Linked DNA regions of Triticum aestivum: region 2 is linked to region 1. Evidence: chromatin contacts called from public Hi-C data. All regions are on one chromosome and are shown on one strand. Each heading gives the region's core, a stretch centred on a gene start, on an enhancer-like site or on the middle of the called end of the contact. The rest is flanking DNA. Distances are from core to core; before and after follow the strand shown. Region 1 holds the start of LOC123092489. Region 2 holds the start of LOC543386 (elongation factor 1-alpha-like).

Region 1 (5,216 bases), core at 2,147-4,646:
ACGCCATACACGAATGGTGGGCGACAACAAGGAAGCTAATTCCCAAGACCAAACGCAAGGACTTTGATTCCTTTGTTATGCTAGTTTGTTGGTGTCTGTGGAAGCAAAGGAACGGCAGAGTGTTTGTCAGGAGCGAGGTGCGTAACGAGCAAGGTACAGTACAGATCATATTTAAAGAGCGCAGTCTATGGGCGCTAGCGAGCAGGAGTGGAGTTTTGCATATATTTTTTTAGCAGTCCCTTAGTGATCTTGGGGGTGTGGGAGGGTGTGCACATTTGAGGTGTTGCTTGCCAAAATATAATCTTTTGTACTCCCTCCATAAATTAATATAAAAGCGTTTAGAACACTACTTTAGTGATCTAAACGCTCTTATATTAGTTTACAGAGAGAATACATATTTTTCTATCTTCTACTCCTTCCGTTTCAAAATAAGTGTCTCAACTTTATACTATTAGTACAAAGTTGTATTAAGGCTGAGACTTACTTTGGGACAGAAGGAGTATAAAGCTAAGGTACATCGTTGGCGTGCTCTCGAAAAAAATAAAATCGAGCCAATTGATCTGTCAGCCGAATACGAGCTTCGGAGTCTCAAAATATACATATGAAATATGAACTTTCCTGTTTCCTCCCCTTTGTTTAGTGATCGTGACACAGCTAATTAGCTTCCAAGAAATGGCATACAAAATTTGATTGCTCGCACGTCAGAGTACTGTGTTACCTACAATTTATTGGCCCCATGGTAAAGAAGGCAGTATTCGATCAACTAAAAAAAGACTCACTTGGTGGACCGTGAAAATGCCTATCTCCCATCGGCCATGGCTACAAAGATTATTCCTACGGTTCAAGCCTTCACAAGGATCCTCGACTAACTCTCTACTGCTAATGGCTGACGAAGCACAGAGTTCTGATGATAATGTCTCCGCAATCTCATTTTGACACTTGGACAACATCCCAAGGAACTCATGAAGAAACAGGACCAAGAAACTACTTCAAGGATTTTAAGAAAATCCCCCACCCCTTAGCATGATAAACAGTGCTTTACTTCACTTGTTTTCATTTTGTTTGGGAATTCTCTTGTAGTCGTAGCTGTTTATGTCCACCTTTTGCTGCAAAGCCTATGATAATACAGAGGGGGGAGAGAGAGAGAGAGAGAGAGAGAGAGAGAGAGAGCTCATCAGCCAGACCAATCATGAAAAAATGGCAGGCCTGGTTTCTTAACCATATGAACAAACCATTACCTTCAGTTCGTCCTCTAGCGAGAGCTTCTTAGGCTTATAAGCCCCTTCCACTGGTCCTGTTCGGCTCAGAGCTTTTGTTTTCTCTACGACCTCCCATTCCATGTCCTCCTTTTCCTTTGTTACTTCTTTGCTGCAAAATAAAAATGAACCGGCACCGTCAAATGTGTGAAACAAAAGGATATCTAGATACAATTACAGCCCATATTGGTTTCCTGTATTTTGGCCAGTGCAGAATGGTAAATGCCTTACCTTCCCTGTATGAGATGAGCTAGACCAACCGCACCAAACACTGTCAAAGAAATGAGCGGAAGGCCATATCGAACAAATGGATGCTTGCGTCCCCATCGTTTGAACTGTGAGGCTTGCTGAGCAATCTTAGCAGCTGGTTCCGTTGGATCAACTTTCTGAGTGGTATTCATGACAGAATTTGACATTTGCAAATGTAACAACTGCCACACACAAAAAGGTTGGCTTAAGGTCATGAAGTCGATAACACAGGAAGAAGGATGTGTTCTCGGATAATTGGGATGTTCTGGTGTACAATGGTTCATGACCATTCACTTTTTCAGATTAGCGTGTAGACTGCAGCTCATCCCTTTTAGCATTGAATTAATGATCAACTATACATGTAAGCTTCATTGAAAGCACCAGATTACTCACAGCGCTCAATAACCAGAAAAGAATATTCAAAGCACTCAAATCATCTTTTGGTGACCCAGACAGGCAGAAGATGTAAGACAGTAGAGCAGACAAAGTTTAAGCAAACTGACTGCAGTTTGTCAACACTTTGGTCTAATTCACAACAATAAGTCAACAATATCAAATGGAGTAAGCTAGTCTTGGGGTTAACTATAATAGCTACGCAATCATTTGGAATGAGCCCCTGGCCGGCAATGGATACCTCATATTTGCCTTGATCCCATGGGGTTGCCTCCAACATTAGCAGCAAAATCACTAACGAAATCACAAACATTACAGGATCACTCTGTTTCTGATTGTCATCAAGAATTTGCAATTAAAAAGTTATCTACACAGTGAGCACCAAATACTACTACAGCAATACTATCACAGGTTCATATACACAGGTTCATGATCAATACAATGAGCATCTACAAATCTCATTGCATCTCAACACATCTACACATGTGCATATTATGTTTACTCGCATTCAAAACTTAAGGCAACCAACACCAACCTTTGTGGCAGGTGGTTTCTGTCGAGGCAAAGAGTCGGCTGGGCGGCGAGCTAGGAATTTAATCTTTTGTCACTCCTTAATTTGTACTTCCTCTGTTCCTAAATATATGACATTTTGGTAGTTCAAATGAACTAGTATGTATTTAGGAACGGAGGGAGTATTTGATCTTTTGCCACTCTATTTTTTGCACTTTGATATTTTGCCTTTTTCCCCTCAAAAACAATCATTTCAATAGTAATGGAAAGTATATGCCCAAAACCATTGACCAAATTGCCATTTGTACACGTTTGACTGAATAATGAACAGGTCACGTAAAATCCCCAAAATTCCCCAAGTTGCCCGATGAGCCTAGCTTCCTCCGCCCTTGCTGCTCCCCGCAGGCGCACGTTGCTGCTGCTCCCCGCCGCTGCACCTTGCTGCTGCTCGTTGCCGCACCTGCAGCTCTCTGGCGCCGTCCCGTGCGCTTGCTGCTCCCCATTGCTCCCCACAAGCAGCAGCAGCAAGCCAGGGGCAGCGTCCATGTCGTGGACGCGGGAGACGACCAAGGGGCGGCGGCCAGGCCGAGGACGCAGGAGACGGCCAGGGGCGGCGGCGGCTAGGGGCGGCGGCGGCCAACAGGGGCACGGGGCGGCGGCGACCACCTAAACCTAGCCCTAGGTCGCCGCCGTGGGACATGGGGACTTGGCGAAGAGGGGAGAAGAGAGGAGACTCACCGTCGCCTTCACCGGGAGGGATCCGCCGCCGTCCGCCGGTATGTCGCCGTGGAGACCCCCCGTCGGCGTCGACGAAGAGCAGGGAACACGAACGCGTCCCTCTCCTGGTCAATTGACTTGGCAGGGGCAAAACCGGGAATTCAAGCGGGCCCCGCCTGTAAGATGGCAAAAGAGACCCTCTCTCTCCGTTTTGCGCTCTCCAATTCGCCGTCTCCGGCAAGCCGCGGAAGGGGGGCTCCTTTGGCCTTTGCCTCGTCAAGTCTCCCTGCTCCTAACGGTGACATAAGGGAGGCCAGATCGAACCTATGGCGTTCTTCAAAAACAAAAAAAAAAGGAAAAGGCAACACACGAGAGGAAGCAAATGCTATATTTCAGGAATCAGGAGGGGCTGGCACAGCCAAGGTTACTTTACTTCTGCATAGCATAGCTGAGAGAGCAATACAACCAACCATCCCATTACATCACATGGTAAGCAAATGTGCAGAATAGGTACGCAAGCGCGTCGCGCAATCACAGGCCAATCGAATGCCCAACATCGAGAGAGCTACGCTAGAGGCGCACCAAGCAGGTGATTTCTTTTGCAGACCTTTCAAGGCTTTTTCTGTACATTATACTGAACCAGCACAGTCGGTGCAAGCCCCCCATCCAGACCCCAGACACAGAGCTTTGTTTTACACTCGGTCAGCATTTTCTCCACTGGCGGCAAGGAAGGAAAAGCCTATCTTTTCTCTGAGGTTCCTACTAGTAACGTCTTGTTGTACCCTTGTATCTATACTCATGATCCTGAGGCTGAACATGGTCAGGCCAGGCCTGATGTTTCCTGCTCCTGCTCTGCAACTTCTTCGTCGTATGCAGGGCTTGTTTCTTCCGCCGGTTCCGGGGCCGCTTCGCTGGATTCCGGTGCAGGATTCAGAGGGCCCTGCGGGGTGCCAAACAGGGTGGAGAATATCTGCCGGTGGCACTCGTCGCAGAAACAGAAGTATGAGAAGTGGCCTTCGTCCAGAAGCTTGTGTACAGTGGCCCCCGGAACCATCCTCCGGGCAAACTCGGTCGCCGATGGGGGCACCACCCGGTCATCCATTCCCTGTTAAAAGAATGAACAGAGTTTAGTGCTTCATTCTCTTTTGTACTAACCACAAGTCACTCTCATTCAAATAGAAATCAAGCTCAAATATCCATATGATTGGAATAAACTACAACTGCGCACGAATATGCCAACTCAATTCAAAATCAACAATTATTTCTAGGAAACAGACTGCGAACCTGCCAAATGTGGATTGGGCCCAGAAATCCCACCCACTCTCGTTCAGCCTGACTGAACAGAGACTTGATAAATTCAAATACTCCCTGATCCTCTTTCTTCTGCATTTGAATGTCTGACAAGCTGAAACCCCAATCAGATACTTGCAGCACAGCTTCCTCGACAAATGGCTGCGCATCTCCCTGGCGCACAGACTCTGCAACATCCTTTTCCCAGAATGCGTTGAATGTAGGAGCTTCCAGTAAAGTTTTGTCCTGAGTAATGCATAAAGGATTAGTATTTGGCATGAAAAAGGGTGAATGCTCAAGCTTCGAAAATGAATCAGTTACTAACACTTCCATGCAACAAAACAATGGTGAGGATGTTGCTATCCTTTATGAAACTGATGCTGCAATTACGGTATGACAAGGACAAAATAACATGATTCAGAGGGCATTGCAGTGCAGGCATGACAAACCGATCCCACTAACAGTAATTATTCTTTAATTCACTCAATAACTAAAGCTAAAAATGCTGTATCTATAGGGTCTTATATTGGTTAGATAAGGATTGAGTTGCAATTTTATTCAAATGTGATGTTATATCTTCCTATAAAGATCACAAGTTTCTCTTTTCCTAACTTCAACACATGGCCTACTCTTGTATCATTGTCTGAGGTATCCCACTACAATAAAATGTGATCTTCCATGTCTACAAGATACCCCACTACAAATCCTGCATCTGGTTCACCTAATGGGCGGGGATAGTACAGCAAACAATGGCACATAATGGTACCAATTCCCATATTTACAAAAGAAAACCAAGATAAC
Region 2 (5,353 bases), core at 1,493-3,992, 420 kb after region 1:
GATGACACCAACAGCCACAGTTTGCCTCATGTCACGGACAGCAAAACGACCAAGAGGTGGGTAAGTAGCAAAGGTCTCCACAACCATGGGCTTGGTGGGAATCATCTTCACTATGCCAGCATCACCATTCTTGAGGAACTTGGGCAGGGCCTCCAGCTCCTTACCAGATCGCCTGTCGATCTTGGTCACCAGCTCAGCAAACTTGACAGCAATGTGCGAGGTGTGGCAGTCCAGCACTGGGGCGTAGCCGTTGCCAATCTGACCAGGGTGGTTCATGATGATGACCTGGGAGGTGAAGTTGGCTGCCTCCTTGGCAGGGTCATCCTTGGAGTTGGATGCAACAAAACCACGCTTCAGATCCTTCACGGCAACATTCTTGACATTGAAGCCAACGTTGTCACCAGGAAGCGCCTCCAGGAGAGACTCATGGTGCATCTCAACGGACTTGACCTCAGTTGTCAGACCAGTGGGACCAAAGGTGACAACCATACCAGGCTTGATGACACCAGTCTCAACACGGCCAACAGGCACAGTTCCAATGCCACCAATCTTGTAAACGTCCTGGAGGGGAAGACGGAGGGGCTTGTCTGAGGGCCTCTTGGGCTCGTTGATCTGGTCAAGCGCCTCAAGAAGGGTTGGGCCCTTGTACCAGTCAAGGTTGGTGGACCTCTCAATCATGTTGTCACCCTCAAACCCAGAGATGGGGACGAAGGGAACCTTGTCAGGGTTGTAGCCGACCTTCTTCAGGTAGGAAGAGACCTCCTTGACAATTTCTTCATAACGCGCCTTTGAGTACTTGGGAGTGGTGGCGTCCATCTAAAAACATAACAGTAGAAGGACATCTTTAGTTAAATGATACTCAGAGCTACGATGGAACTGTAAGATATTGCGAACAGATAACAGCAAGAGACTTTATTATACTATTATAACTAGCATAAACAATCAGAACAATCAACTAGCACAGCAGTACAAATCACAGAGTGAGAATTAAACATTAGAACAATCAACTAGTTACAGGAGTACAGGATAACAACAGACATATTTACATTGTGGTTAGTAAACATATGATGATTAATTAATTCACATCCAACTCAATACACCATTTAATATTACATTTAGATTCATACAGGTAGAAGCTGGTGTATCCAAATGTACTACAGAAAACATACAATTAGACCACTACAATCAAAATGTGTACAGCAATATGAAATTAAGCAATTGTTTCAGAGCATGTGTACATGTTTGTTAAAATCAAGCAATTGATTCAGAGCATGTGTACATGTTAGTTAAAATCAAGCACTCAGATAATATAACAACCTCAAATAAGTCTACCACACAAGTAGCAACATCTACACAAAGTAATATGGTTACATGGCCTATCAGGAATGAAGATTTTTCACAAGTTATACCTTGTTGCAGCAGCAGATCATCTGCTTCACTCCAAGAGTGAAAGCAAGGAGGGCGTGCTCACGTGTCTGGCCATCCTTGGAGATACCAGCCTCAAAACCACCAGTGGTGGAGTCGATGATGAGAACAGCACAGTCAGCCTGGGAGGTACCGGTGATCATGTTCTTGATGAAGTCACGGTGACCAGGGGCATCAATGACGGTGCAGTAGTACTTGGTGGTCTCGAACTTCCAGAGAGCAATATCGATGGTGATACCTCTCTCACGCTCGGCCTTGAGCTTGTCAAGCACCCACGCGTACTTGAAAGACCTCTTGTTCATCTCAGCGGCTTCCTTCTCGAACCTCTCGATGACACGCTTGTCAATGCCTCCAAGCTTGTAGATCAGGTGGCCAGTGGTCGTCGACTTGCCAGAGTCGACATGGCCAATGACCACGATGTTGATGTGAGTCTTCTCCTTACCCATGGCTGGTGGGTAGAGGTAAACTACCCAACTGCGACACAGAAAAAAGATTATTAAAACTAACGGACACAGGGAATCATCATGTGGACAAGTGACATAAACTGATAGATCAAATATCTTAGCTAACCCGTGACGGTAAACGGTAAAAAGATGGTTTAATAAGATGCTATGACGGTTAACAGTAAAAAGATGGTCTAATAAGATGTTATTACACCTCCAGCATATCATGCAGAAGCCATAACTAGATCTCGGCAACACCACCAGGGAACGACAAAAAAAACGATGGAGCGACATATAAATATTCCACACGACTGTAATCTGTGCATCCTACGAACTAAAAGTATACGTCCATGGACCGATAAATATACGAACAAGGAGCAGAGATGATTCGGTATTGCGAGCTTGCAATTGCGCTAACAAATTAGGAACATGACCCTAGCAAACTACGGATCAAGGCAACAGTATTAGCGGAGAGCCCTTCAAAGTAGAAACGGAAGAACGATCCGCTCGAAAGGCTCCTAATACTCCAGCGGCTCGCACGCTACGGGCAACTAAACAGAAACTGAGACATGCGCGTAGATCTAGAGCTTCTCGGCAGCCATGGACAACGCATCTGAAAAGAGAAGGGAACTGGATCGGGAAACTGACCTCGAAGAAGAAGAACGAAGGGAGGGGAGGCGGCGGCGGGAGGAGATTGAGGATGGGGGTGGGAGAGCGGAATGCCTCCCCTCTTTATATTGGCAACGGGGGTTGCTAGGGTTCCTTCCTGGCCGTCTGATCCATGTCTGATGGCTGTCGTTGCAGGAAATCATGGCCGCTCGGTTTTGATCGTACGAATGAGATGTTTTAGGCGGTAATGGCGTGTTTGGACATTGCGCGGCCGGCAAGTTCCCTGTCCTGGATTCCTGGGGATCCGGTTACCGACTTTCGTACTTGAAGGCACGAAGTGGATTAGCTCATTCATATAACTAAAAAAAACTACTCAAGTGTTTTTTGACATTGTAGTAATATTATAAACAAGCACAATGTGGTTGGATGGTTAGAGGGACTGTGGTATCCACAACCCACCAGGGTTTAAATCCTGGTGCTCGCATTTACTGGATTTATTTCAGGATTTCCGGCGATGCGCATTCAGTGGGAGGAGACGTTCCCGTCGATGACGAAGTGCCTACGGTGACTTCGTAAATTTCAAGATGATATGCCGTGCTTGCGTCTATATTGTGTTAAAAAAATATATTTTATATTTTACTTTGTAGCGACTTTGTATAACAAACTATTTTGTATACCGAGCTATTTAAATGTGTCTCATGCCAACAATGTGAACATGCGTGTAACACACGATCTGTAGACATGTCTTCACATAAAATTAACAATTAAATAAATGTATTATAATTTATTACAAAAATATTAAGAAAAACAAGTAGCAACATTATCAGTTGTTTATTATTTGATGATGATTCTTCCTTGAAGGTCCATTTGTTGATGCAATCTATGATGCTTCGCTCCATGGATGGAATATTGTTTAGAGCTTTGTTCACTTCATACTTTCTTCGGGCCTTTTTACTTTTCATATAAAATTTGTCTGAAGTCAAGCTTCGTAAAATTTAACTAACTTTATGAAAAAAATATCAACATTCACAATACAAAATCAATATTATTAGTTGCATCATGAATTTAGTTTTCATATTGTATAACTTTAGTATTGTAGATGTTGATACCTTTTTATATAAATATGGTTAAACTTTACCAAGTTTGACTTCAGACAAATCTTATATGGGATGTAAAAAGGACTGGAGGGACTACTTCAAAATATGTACAAAAACTGTGACCTCGGTACAAAGGACTAATACTTAGCAATTGACGTATTTGGACGAATCACTTCATTAGATCGAAGGCAAGAGGCCGATGGGGCACCATCGGCCTCGACGATAGTTTCCCCACTAGCGTGGGCGTGGGCGGTGGCTCACAATCCACTGCTCTAGACTCATGGACGCCTTCCACCATCAGGCTCCCGAATGACCAACGCTCGGTGCGGCTGCAGAGCAGAAGCATGTGACGGCGCGACAATGCATGGCCTATGCCCCAGGTGAGGTATCTTCCTCCTACGCAGCCCCGGCCGGCGCATCAACTGCCAACACACGGCTCGGCTTCTTTGACCAAGGTGAGCCGTGACAACCTCCTTCTTCCCCGACGAGGCCGTCATGCGGCGTAGCTATCAACGGCGAAGGGGGTGCAGGTCCTCGCAGCCACTAACGGTGGCTCCCCATCTTCGGCTGCTCCCGGCCTAGGCGTAAGCCGCACGATGACAGCCCTCCGTCGTGGCCCTGCCTGCGACGGTGGATGCAGCGGGTGGCCCTTGAGCAATGGTGGTGTCCCATGGCTACCCGCAGCCATGACTCCCGACAGCATATTCGTCATGGCCGATGTGTCACAAAGACGGACAAAAGAATCATGCGATTGGCAACCGCCCGACAGCATATTCGCTATGGCCGACGTGTCACGTAGACGGCCAAAAGAATCATGCGATTGGTAACTGCACAAGCAACCTGGATAGCGAACTGTAGAATGTGCATTTTTTATGGAAGGAGATAAATACTGTAATTTTGTTTCTTTTGTAAAATGGGCGCTGATTTTTTTTCTTTCATTTGTAGTGTGTGCTCGCGTGTTAATATGGGAGTTGCACAGTTTGTAGGATGTGAGTTGCGTTCAGTTGTGATCAACCTTGGAATGACCTGGGTTGTTAGTCGGAAGCAATTGAACGCTTTATTCCAACATGTTTGCTCTTTTATAAGTAGTGTAGATCATGTAACTAGTAAGCGTGCACGCGTATCATAATCTATAATAAAAATATATATATTTAATCTTTTTGTTTTTTTAGAACTTTATATAAAGTAAACCATCAGAGCCACAAAGTTCCAACACACAAGCACACACCACACACGCACACGATTAGCGCATAGACAAAGCATGACAAGATTCAGGTTCTGCTGAGGGCACAACTCAACAAGCCCTAAAGAGAAAAAAAAGAGGAATGAAAAGGGCAACGGCCTATCGATAGGCACTTCCCCAACGAGTCTGAAGGACTAATCCGGCTCCGTAGGTGGTGAGGGAAGCGGCGGAGCCAAGCAGAAGGCCAGCGCAAGAAGATCTGCAATGACGATGTCGATGACGTCTCGATCCGGTGGGCGGCTAGGCGGCCACAAAGGTGCAAGTAGCCACACATTTTGAAATTCGCGGCAGTAAATCGTCGAAAAGGCGCACGCTGAATCACAAGTTTATTGCAAATCGTCCATAGCGTCCATACGAGAACCCCAATACCCAACCACCCAATGTGGCGGGACTGCATCTCGGAAGCCTAGAGTTCCTCGAAGAGGTTGGGGAAGTTGATATTGCACCAATGGCCGCCAACCACCTCACGGAAGCAGCTCCACAGGAATTGTGCGGATGTGCAGGCGAAAAAGATGTGATTAGAGTCCTCAACAGTC

Evidence for each region. A called contact is a pair of places that touch in the nucleus more often than the background predicts.
Region 2: a Hi-C map of leaf shows a contact between it and region 1, with 6 times the contacts expected there. The contact joins the promoter of LOC543386 here to the promoter of LOC123092489 in region 1. A contact is called at or near these places in 2 of 5 Hi-C or Micro-C datasets (both in leaf) and 1 of 1 datasets of contacts at active chromatin or transcription factors (leaf).

The regions. Positions count from the first base shown.
Region 1 is chr4B:422,407,163-422,412,378 of IWGSC CS RefSeq v2.1, forward strand. LOC123092489 reads right to left here and starts at 3,397. Exons shown (of 4, transcript XM_044514275.1): 1 at 3,147-3,397; 2 at 1,488-1,687; 3 at 1,239-1,368; 4 at 659-1,115. The coding sequence starts at 1,672. The coding sequence ends at 1,044. It overlaps LOC123092487, which reads right to left. Exons shown (of 6, transcript XM_044514274.1): 5 at 4,410-4,661; 6 at 3,697-4,230. The coding sequence ends at 3,946.
Region 2 is chr4B:422,826,746-422,832,098 of IWGSC CS RefSeq v2.1, forward strand. It overlaps LOC543386 (elongation factor 1-alpha-like), which reads right to left and starts at 2,743. Exons shown (of 3, transcript NM_001405793.1): 1 at 2,517-2,743; 2 at 1,410-1,899; 3 at 1-816. The coding sequence starts at 2,680.